Linked DNA regions of Arabidopsis thaliana: region 2 is linked to region 1. Evidence: chromatin contacts called from public capture Hi-C data. All regions are on one chromosome and are shown on one strand. Each heading gives the region's core, a stretch centred on a gene start, on an enhancer-like site or on the middle of the called end of the contact. The rest is flanking DNA. Distances are from core to core; before and after follow the strand shown.

Region 1 (4,851 bases), core at 1,273-3,772:
TGCCATGTCTTTAGAATAACGCCCAAAATCCACAACAATGAGAATCGACGCATTCACTTGTTGCCTTAGAAATCTGAAAGCATTAGGATGTGTCATCGGAATCACATGATCTTTACCTCCTGAACGATTCCAATACTTCGAATTCTCAAGAAACTCCATTAACTCAACCTGATCACACAACATGAAACAATAATGGTGGCGATTCATAAAGATTCAAAATTGGCAACAAAGTCAACGAATTTGACATTACCCATCATCCCAAATCACCGGAATTTCAAAAATTTCGATTAAAATTTGACAATAGTTAGGGTTTATAGTTCATAATTCGATCGCCAGACGCTGCAATGGTGGCGATTCATAAAGATTCAAACTTTGCAAAAAAAGTCAACGAATTTGCCATTACCCATCACCCAAAATCACCGGAATTTCAAAAATTTCCGATCAAAATTATACCTGTAATAGCCGATCAAATTCAGTATCTGGATCAGTCATGTTCTTCCCATGAGTATTAAAACTCAACGAAGAGAAAAAAGGAACATAAAACACATCCGCCAAATCCGGATCAAAAACCCTAATTGCTTCATTCTCATCCTCACCACCGTTAAGAAGAGAAGCCATAAGCCAATACTCAACGCTATGTTGTCTTTTAATCCCAGAAGTCTGAGGCCAAGAAGGTAAATTCTTCCCTGTGATAGGCTCAACATCTGAGCTATGAGGATCCATCATCGCGATATTAAACTTTCGTGGGAGATCGTACATGAAGACACGGAGAGGTTTTCCAGAGGAGCTACAAGGAGAAGAAGCTCCATTGGGTTGGGATTGGAGGAGGTAGAAGTAAGGTCTTGGATCGACGGTTCCCATGTAGATTGAGAATGAAGCAACGAGGAAGATGAAGAAGACGATTGTACATATTGTTTTGCCGTACATTTCTTCTTCGAGAGAGATGATACAGAGAAGAAGAAGAAGAAAGTGAGAGATTTAGATCCAACGGTCTCTGTTTTGGGTTTTTTCGTTGCTTGGTGATTGTAATGAGTTTTGATGAAATGAAACGTATTGAGTCATTAGACATTTAATGATTTATGATTTAAGAAAGATTCTTTCAGTTACAAACAAATTTACTGTAGTTGTTTTTTCTTTTTCTTTTACACACAACATAGGTGTTGTAATTCAAGAAATTGCACATTCACTTTAGAAGTTTTAAAAGATTAGGTAATTGCACATTACAATCAATATTTTTTTGTAAAATGATCACTATACTATAATAGAAGCTAAGGATGTTGAACACACAAAGGATTCAAAAAGTAAATGTTTGGTTTTCCGGTTCGATGTTGAAAGACTGAGTTATAGAGGTAATGGTTCGAATTACCATTTTTGCAACTCTTGTTCATCTTATTTGATTGTGGTCAATTGGAAAAAACGTTTACGGGTTTCTTTTGGTTTTCAGTTTTGTTACCAACAATTTGATCATTGAGACATTGACAATCCGATTTTGTTCACATGTTTGAAAATAACGAGCGAATGGGCCGAACCCTGCTGACTCAGACTTGGTCAAAGTTTTTCTAAGCAAATTTCATTCTTGGGCCGAGTCTAGGGATAAAGCTCATATCTAGCATTTATGTATAACCAAAACACATAGGTGCATATAGACTAGACGAGTGACAGTCCAGGATACATACATATAGATATCCTGATAATGATATCCATCCTTGCTTTGTGAGGATCGGACAACTATGAAGAATGGACTAAAATTGTGCTTGCCTCAAAGAAGAAATTTGGTTTCCTCGACGACCAACTTGTAAAACCAGAGGAAAACTCTCCCCAGCTATGATGATTGAAAATCCATTAATTAATACTCTCTTGATATCTTGGATCAAGATAACTATTGGTCCGAGACTTGGCTAATATCTCACACAAATAGTTGGTACGTGATGTGTGGGAACATATCATCACGTAAAGAAAGGAAACGTAGTTTGCTTTATTTAACATACATAGACATAGTTATGTTCACGACACTTTAATGTCTACATGTTTTTTTGCGTGTTGGATTACATCCCAAAACAAAAAAAAAACATTTGTGTCAAATGTTTTTAATTAAAACAACGTGTCATTTCCTTTTAACCAAATTTTCTTCCCTAGATATATACCCCAATACATGGTAGTAGATCTTTTTTTTGGTTTTTTTTTTGGTTCAAAGGTAGTAAACTAATTAAGCCTTGATTTTATTCCTCTTATTCTTCTTAGACTCGTATTTAGTTCACGAGTTACGTACAAAGTTTGTTTTTTTGTCTAAGCAAGCGGAAATATTTTGTAAGATTATACCATCTACTTTTGCTGCATCGTATTTAAAAGTCAGAAAAACAACAATGTCACTTTGATAATGACATCTGTCCATAGACATGCAAAATTGATTCAAATTTATGAAATCACCTTTAAATTGTCTAAGATATTCAAATTAAATGACTTCAAACTTTAAATCAAAATTTTACCAAATCTACACTTCAGAACAAAATGAATCTGAATAAAATTAGATTTAGGGAAACGTAAAGACTTCATTATGGAATAAATCGTGAGGACTTTTAAGTCATTTTGCATCTCACTCTCACGCCGTAACAGTCTCTCTCTATGACACAAAGCGACGGTGTTCCCGTTCTGTTCCGTTCCGTTAAGTTTCGGACTTATATTACAGAACTGAACAATCGTTGTCTTCAAGTACGAGATTTGTCTGATTTTTCCAAAGCGCCGATTCGAAGATTTGAATCCATTTCAGTGATGCCGTTTTGGAAGATGAGCGCAAGAGATGTCACTGGATTCAAATTCCTCTTCTCACTCGTCTTCATCTACGCTTTAATGTCAGCTATTGTTTACTCCGTCCTCCACATGAAATTCATCTCTCCGCTTCCGGCAAACGCTCCTCTCGAACGATTCTCTGAAGCTAGAGCCGTCGAACACATCCGTGTCTTGGCTGAAGAGATCGATGGTCGTCAGGTGATGATTCGCCGCCGTTTCATCTCTCTCTTTTCTCTGTCTCTCTCTGATCTTGTTTTTACGACATGGGTTTTGTAGGAAGGACGACCTGGACTTAAAGAAGCTGCAACGTATATAAAATCGCAATTGGAGATGGTGAAGGAGAGAGCTGGACCAAATTTAAGGTTTTTTTGAATAACTTAAATGCTTGAGATTTCATCACTCTCCAAGAAAAGAATGTTTTTTTCTTGTGAACTTTTTGTGTCTGAGCTGAAAAATGAATGCTTTTTGTTGCTGTTATAGGGTTGAAGTGGAAGAGACTCAAGTGGATGGTTCCTTTAGCATGATGTTTCTAGGACACAGCATATCACTTGGATACAGAAACCATACTAATATACTTATGCGGTACTAAAGTTTGTTCCTTTACTGGTACATTGAGATTTATGGTTTTTACGTGTTGTTCAGGAGACTTTGTTGTTTGTATTTATGATTCACGTTGGGGTTGACCATTCTTTGTGTTATTTTATTCAGTCATCAATAGACTGCAACATTGAATGATTGTGTCCCCAATTATTAATGCTAAACATTTTCATCGTTTTTTTTTTTTTTTTGCAGTATCTCGTCAATGAATTCTCTTGACACTGATGCATCTGTATTGATGAATGCACATTATGACAGTCCTGTTAACTCTCCTGGAGCTGGTGATTGTGGGTCATGTGTAGGTGAGTTTGGTACTATATCTTTAGATTTACCTTCTAAACCATTAAATCATGGATTTATGTGTTTCCGTTTTGCAGCATCACTACTTGAATTAGCAAGACTGGTAGTGGATTCTGGTTGGGTCCCGCCTCAACCTGTAATTTTTCTCTTCAATGGTGCTGAAGAGCTTTTTATGCTGGTAATACAGTTATGCTGCTTAGTACTCTTTCGTATGGAATATTGTTTAATGAACATTCATCTTCTTGTTCTTGATGAATATTGTTATTGATACATAGTATGAGGTTTCTCTTATAGTCAAGCTGATGAAAATAAGCTCTTCTTTTACATGGTGGTGTGTGTGTTTAGGGCTCACACGGCTTCATGACGAAGCATAAGTTGAAAGATACCATTGGAGCTTTTATAAACGTGGAAGCCTCTGGGACAGGGGGTATTGGTAAGATATATTCCCTAAAAACAATTTTTACTTATGACAAGGTCCTTTCTCGGCCAGTCTCTTCCTCTAGATGACAATGATGTTCTTAAGTTGATCTTGATTCTCTTATCTTTCCTAAGTATTGGAACAAAAAAGCTTATCTTTAAACATCTGTGTAGACCATTGAAGAACTTCTCTTGCAACATCCTGTCCCTAGAAAATTAATGCATATACATACATTATCCTGTAAATATTAAGAGGAATATGTGCTAGTCTTATTTGTGACAGTATTAAGTGTTTGCTTGTCAATGAGTATTTATATTTTAAGTTTCTGTTGTGCTTATTGCTCCTACTTCTGACTTTTTGTTAATGGTTGGTAGATCTGGTCTGCCAATCAGGGCCTGGCTCGTGGCCATCTTATGTCTACTCTCAAGCAGCAGTGTATCCAATGGCACAGAGTTCTGCACAGGTCTCTCTCTCTCTCTCTCTATGACATACATGGACACTCACACACACTGTCTTCTCTACTTTTGCCAAGTGATAGTGGTCATTGATCAAAACGTATTCAGCCATTTTGTTTCTAGTTCATCTCTGTCACTGACTTTAAGTTCTCCTATGATATTCCTCAGGATGTTTTCCCTGTAATTCCTGGAGACACAGATTACAGAATGTTTGCAGAAGATTATGCCGACATTCCCGGGCTAGACATTATCTTTCTTCTGGGCGGTTACTACTACCATACTACCTTCGATACA
Region 2 (4,851 bases), core at 1,479-3,978, 52 kb after region 1:
TCCACTAAGTACAAAACCATTGCTTGCGGAAGAAGATACTGTCACTCTGAAAGAAGTGAACCCATATGGCTCATCCCGGACTACGTAACCTGCAGCCAAACAATTCCGGTTCCTATAATTTTGCCTGTTACGTTGCCGATGCATTTGCTCTCTACGCAAAATGCCTTGTTCGTCTATCATTATGGTTGGAAAAAATGTTCTGGCATCGTCCTGATCACCTGAATACATAAAATATTGTCCACTCTTGGTTGAAACGAAGGAAAAGAGGAAACCGCATTCGTTTAACTCCTCTTCGGAGAACCGACCTTTATTCCAAAGCCCGCTACTCCAATACATGTTTCCACGCCACAAGATGGTCAATACGTTTGTGATATTAGTATCCATCCCAAAGACAAAAGATCCAGAAGCAGGTAAAGTATCACCTAACCATGATGTAAGTTCCCATCTCTTCCTGGTCTTGCCATCGAAACCTAGTTTCATCCCAGGAAGAAGAGTATCTGTTGGATAATCGAAACTTTGCCACAAAACCCGCTTCATCGATCCATCAGCATCCATCTCTTGGAGCTGAAGATTTCCAGAATCCAAAAGCTGAAGGGTTGTGTTTCTTGTGGTTTCTATAGAGCTTAGCTCAAGCATGGTTGATGCTCCTCTTAAAATCTTCAATCTGCCAAGAGAATCCACTGTGAGGCTTCCAGAGCGGTCTGAGATTGGATTGTTACGGTTAGCAATCCAGACAGGTCTGTCCTGGCTATCAGTATTAAGATAAAGATTGTTGAACCAAATTCCAAGATACAAGTTTTCTGAATTCTTAAAGTTGAAAAACTTGAGTTTGAAGATTTTAAAAGCAGAAACGAGCTCTTGCCCATCTTTCAAGAACTGACCCTGATGTAGCGTATCTGTTTCACTGCATGATTTTCCTAACAAGAGAGATAAAGTAAGAAGAGAGACAAAGATGCCATTTGAACACATAGTTTCAGAAAGATGGATGATTTGGCAAATAGATTTCTTTCTAAAGTGGTTTTTTAAAGATATATCTTGTTTGTGATCAAAGTCATATCAGAAGTTCCAAGTCTACTACGCTGGGAGACAAAATTGAAGTCTTGGCCGTTGAAGTTTCTAAGCAACAGCTGTTATCACAACTAATTAGCAAGAAAGTGACCACAAAATTGAAGTTGACTCTTATTACCTAAAACAAGACACATACATAACAGAACCAGACGCCATGCTCTTGAGCAATTGTTTTTGTTTTTAACGAACATCTCACGCCTGTTGGGAGAATACAACACCCAATAAGGATTTAAAAGGGGGAGACTACTTACCTGAGAAATAAAAAGCCAATTGCTACCAAGAGAGGAGAAACAGAGTTATATCATTTCTTCATAAAAAGACAAAAAAGTATTTCATCATGGTTCATAAAACCCCAAATCTTATTGGTAAAGAAAAATAAATAATTTATAATCATTTTGTTGAAAGAAAAAAACCCAAAAAAAAAAAAGAAATAAGAAATCCAAAAGCTTCTTGTATTGATTGAACGGAAAATGTTGTTAGAGTACATAATAATAACCCTGTTTTACTTGGTAAGGAGACCATTTTATTGGTTTCAATGGTAGAAAAGAATACAAGAATCAGACTTAGCTTGTAACATATAACTGGTTAGAAATAAAGACTCAAGTAAGGTATATCATCCGTGGAATTGTTGACCTTCGAATCTTGGGTTACAAGCAAACGTAACAATCGTTGAAGCTATCGATGGAAGATAAAGACTTCCTCGAATCCATTCTCTAGCTTATTAGGTCTTCTCTACAATCCACAACAACTTGAGAAAGACGACTATGTATGAAGTACCTCGAAAGAAAGTGAAGGAATAATGAGAAATGAGAGAAAATTGGTAACTCAAGAGTGTGATAAACTGCTCATATTGTTTCTCTACTATGTGTGGGTTCCGTGGAGAAGGAGAAGAATATACGACATAGTTTTGATAAACCAATTTAAAAGTTTTAATGATTTTACTATTACAGTATTAGATGTTTTCGAAGCTAGAAGATTTTCTCTCTTTTTCTTTTTTTTTGGCAAGAATTTAGGTAACAAATATAACAACTCAAAAACAATATTTTTATATTTAAGTCTGATATAAAATAAATAAATGATAATAATTTTCAAATTATAAATTTAAAAATCTAATAAATTATAAATACAAAATGATAATTAAAAAGACGCTAAAAACTTCAATCCGCCTGGGTGGATGGGAAGAAGCAAATCTTTGAGTGAGTTTTTAATTCAAGAATAATTAAAATACTCCATTTGGTGATTTGGTGGACCGTTAGAAATTAAAAGCAAAATGCAAAAATATTCAAGTGGGATAACATAATTTAACTGACAATTTGTTCATGTTTCCACTAACTTTTCTGATGGAAAAAAACGCACTATTTGCAACTATAACGCACTAATCTCTTAAAAAAAAAGGTTAACCATAAACTCTAAACTCTTCCAAAAAAGCTTAAATACTCCTAACTAACCAAATTAATCTTTTAAACAAAAGTCAAAAAGTTACAAATTATATGAAAACTCACGTCAACCCCAGTTACAATATTGTCTCTGGAAAACTTCCTAAAACTAGTACATTAAATAAATATTTATAGAAAGAACCGTTCATTAGTTTTAAATTAGAATACTAATTAACATCACAGTAATGCCGTTCTTAACTTAATAATTTTTAAAACAGAACACACAGATTCTTAAGTACTTCCTCCTCCACTCGAATATCTTTTTATTCTCTCTCTCTCTCTCTCACATTTAACCCCAAAATCATGGATCGCCTTACCAAGAACAAAACCCTAATTCATCATCACTTGTCTGATTCTTCTCTATTGGTTTATCTTTTATGAACCTTCCTCCTTGGCCGGTCTCTCAATATCCCCGGTATGTAAATGTTTGACCTCTATCTTATCTCTTCTGTTCTGTTCTTTGTTTTGTCTTTGTTTGTCCATTTTTGGTTGTTACTGGTTCCACACGTGTTCTCCGCAGCTTTATTTTTAGTGCTCTCTTTTATTTTTAATGTAATTCGCAATTTTTTCTATTAATCGTAGAATTTCCCGGTTTTTGTGGATGTGTTTCAGTTCCGTTATTGCAATTTTTCCAGGATTTGCTGTTTGAATAAAAAATTCTGTTTTTTTTTTCTTTCTCTTTTCTGGGTTAAGATCTTTTTCTCATAGCAAAGGTAATTTCTGTGATTGTAGCATGATTCATTGTTTGTTTTAATAATTTCTCTGAATTCATGTATTGATTCCTTTGTTTCTGGGAGATTTTTGTAGTTTTAGAGTTGTTTTGGTGAGGTTTGATCATGGATGTGACCGAGCTTGAAGAGAATCTATTCGCGGCTAGCGATGCCAAGGTTCGGTTTTTAAATTGAAATGTTCGAATTCGGATTGTAATTGTTGGAATCTGATTAAATTTGCATCTCTGATTATTGCAAACAAATTTTCTATTAGAAATAGTAATTGGGTTATCTTAAAGGACATATTTTTTATTATCATTTGATTTCAATGTTGTTAGAGGGTTTCGTGTTTTTATGTTCTTGGTGTTTGATGATTTGATTGTCTTGTGCTTTTGCTACAGTTACATGGAGATATGTGCAAGGAACTATCTGGAGTTCTATGCAAGGTACTTTCAATCTTCCCGTCATTGGAAGGAGCAAGACCGCGTAGCAAATCAGGGATTCAAGCCTTATGCTCTTTACATATTGCACTTGAGAAGGCAAAAAATATTCTTCAGCACTGTTCTGAGTGTAGTAAACTTTACTTGGTCAGTTTTTTCTCTCTTTGGACAAGTTTTATGCTTTCTCGTTTCGTGTGTTTTGCTTCTTTAATGTTCTACATTTTCCAATGTGAACAGGCCATAACGGGGGATGCGGTTCTTTTAAAGTTTGAGAAAGCAAAAATTGCTCTCATTGATGGTCTTAAACGTGTAGAAGACATTGTTCCTAGCTCAATTGGGTCACAGGTAATTATTACTCAGTTCATTTCACATTGTGATGATTAAGATAAGTCCACTTGTTGATTGATAGTTATGATGTTTATAGTTGAGAAGTCTGTTTTTTTTTATGTATGATTTCTTCAGATTTTGGAAATTGTTGGTGAACTAGAGAACACCAGGTTCATGCTTGATCCATCGGAGAAGGAAGTCGGTGATCAGATTATTGCATTGCTTCAACAAGGGAAGAAATTTGACAACTGTAATGACAACACCGAGCTTGAAATTTTCCACCGTGCTGCTACTAGACTAAGTATCACTTCTTCTAGAGTGGCTCTGGCAGAACGAAGGGCTTTAAAGAAACTCATTGACAGGGCACGCGCCGAAGAAGACAAGCGTAAGGAATCAATTGTGGCTTATCTTCTGCATCTTATGAGAAAATGCTCCAAGCTATTCAGAAGTGAGATCTTGGATGAGAATGACTCTCCGGGTTCCTATCCATGTTCTCCTAATGAAGATCATGGGAGTGTTCATGGGTTTGGTCGTCAGCTATCAAGGTTTGGTTCTTTAAACGACAAGCCCATGAACAGCATAAATTCAGGACAGATGCCTGTTCCACCCGAAGAACTGAGATGTCCCATATCTTTGCAACTTATGTGTGATCCTGTCATTATTGCTTCAGGGCAGACTTATGAACGGGTCTGTATTGAGAAATGGTTCAGTGATGGGCATAATACTTGCCCAAAGACTCAACAACAGCTCCCACATATCTCTTTGACTCCCAATAACTGTGTTAAAGGTCTTATTGCGAGCTGGTGTGAACAGAATGGAACTCAAATTCCTAGTGGGCCGCCGGAATCTCAAGACCTCGACTACTGGAGA

What was found. Capture Hi-C pulls out chosen DNA fragments and counts their contacts.
Region 2: a contact with region 1 is called in a capture Hi-C map of seedling, with 1.8 times the contacts expected there. The contact joins the promoter of AT1G67530 here to the promoter of AT1G67420 in region 1. A contact is called at or near these places in 2 of 26 Hi-C or Micro-C datasets (root and vegetative nucleus) and 2 of 3 other capture datasets (seedling and shoot).

Annotation. Positions count from the first base shown.
Region 1 is chr1:25,252,642-25,257,492 of TAIR10.1, forward strand. AT1G67420 (Zn-dependent exopeptidases superfamily protein) reads left to right here and starts at 2,523. Exons shown (of 19, transcript NM_001334294.1): 1 at 2,523-2,985; 2 at 3,064-3,149; 3 at 3,268-3,369; 4 at 3,580-3,686; 5 at 3,762-3,862; 6 at 4,030-4,117; 7 at 4,477-4,565; 8 at 4,726-4,851. The coding sequence starts at 2,623. AT1G67410 (Exostosin family protein) reads right to left here and starts at 1,041. Exons shown (of 3, transcript NM_105408.4): 1 at 454-1,041; 2 at 1-168. The coding sequence starts at 927.
Region 2 is chr1:25,304,889-25,309,739 of TAIR10.1, forward strand. AT1G67530 (ARM repeat superfamily protein) reads left to right here and starts at 2,729. Exons shown (of 6, transcript NM_105420.3): 1 at 2,729-2,919; 2 at 3,312-3,391; 3 at 3,616-3,801; 4 at 3,892-3,999; 5 at 4,117-4,851. The coding sequence starts at 3,341. AT1G67520 (lectin protein kinase family protein) reads right to left here and starts at 1,469. Exons shown (of 10, transcript NM_001334310.1): 1 at 423-1,469; 2 at 306-322; 3 at 1-218. The coding sequence starts at 445.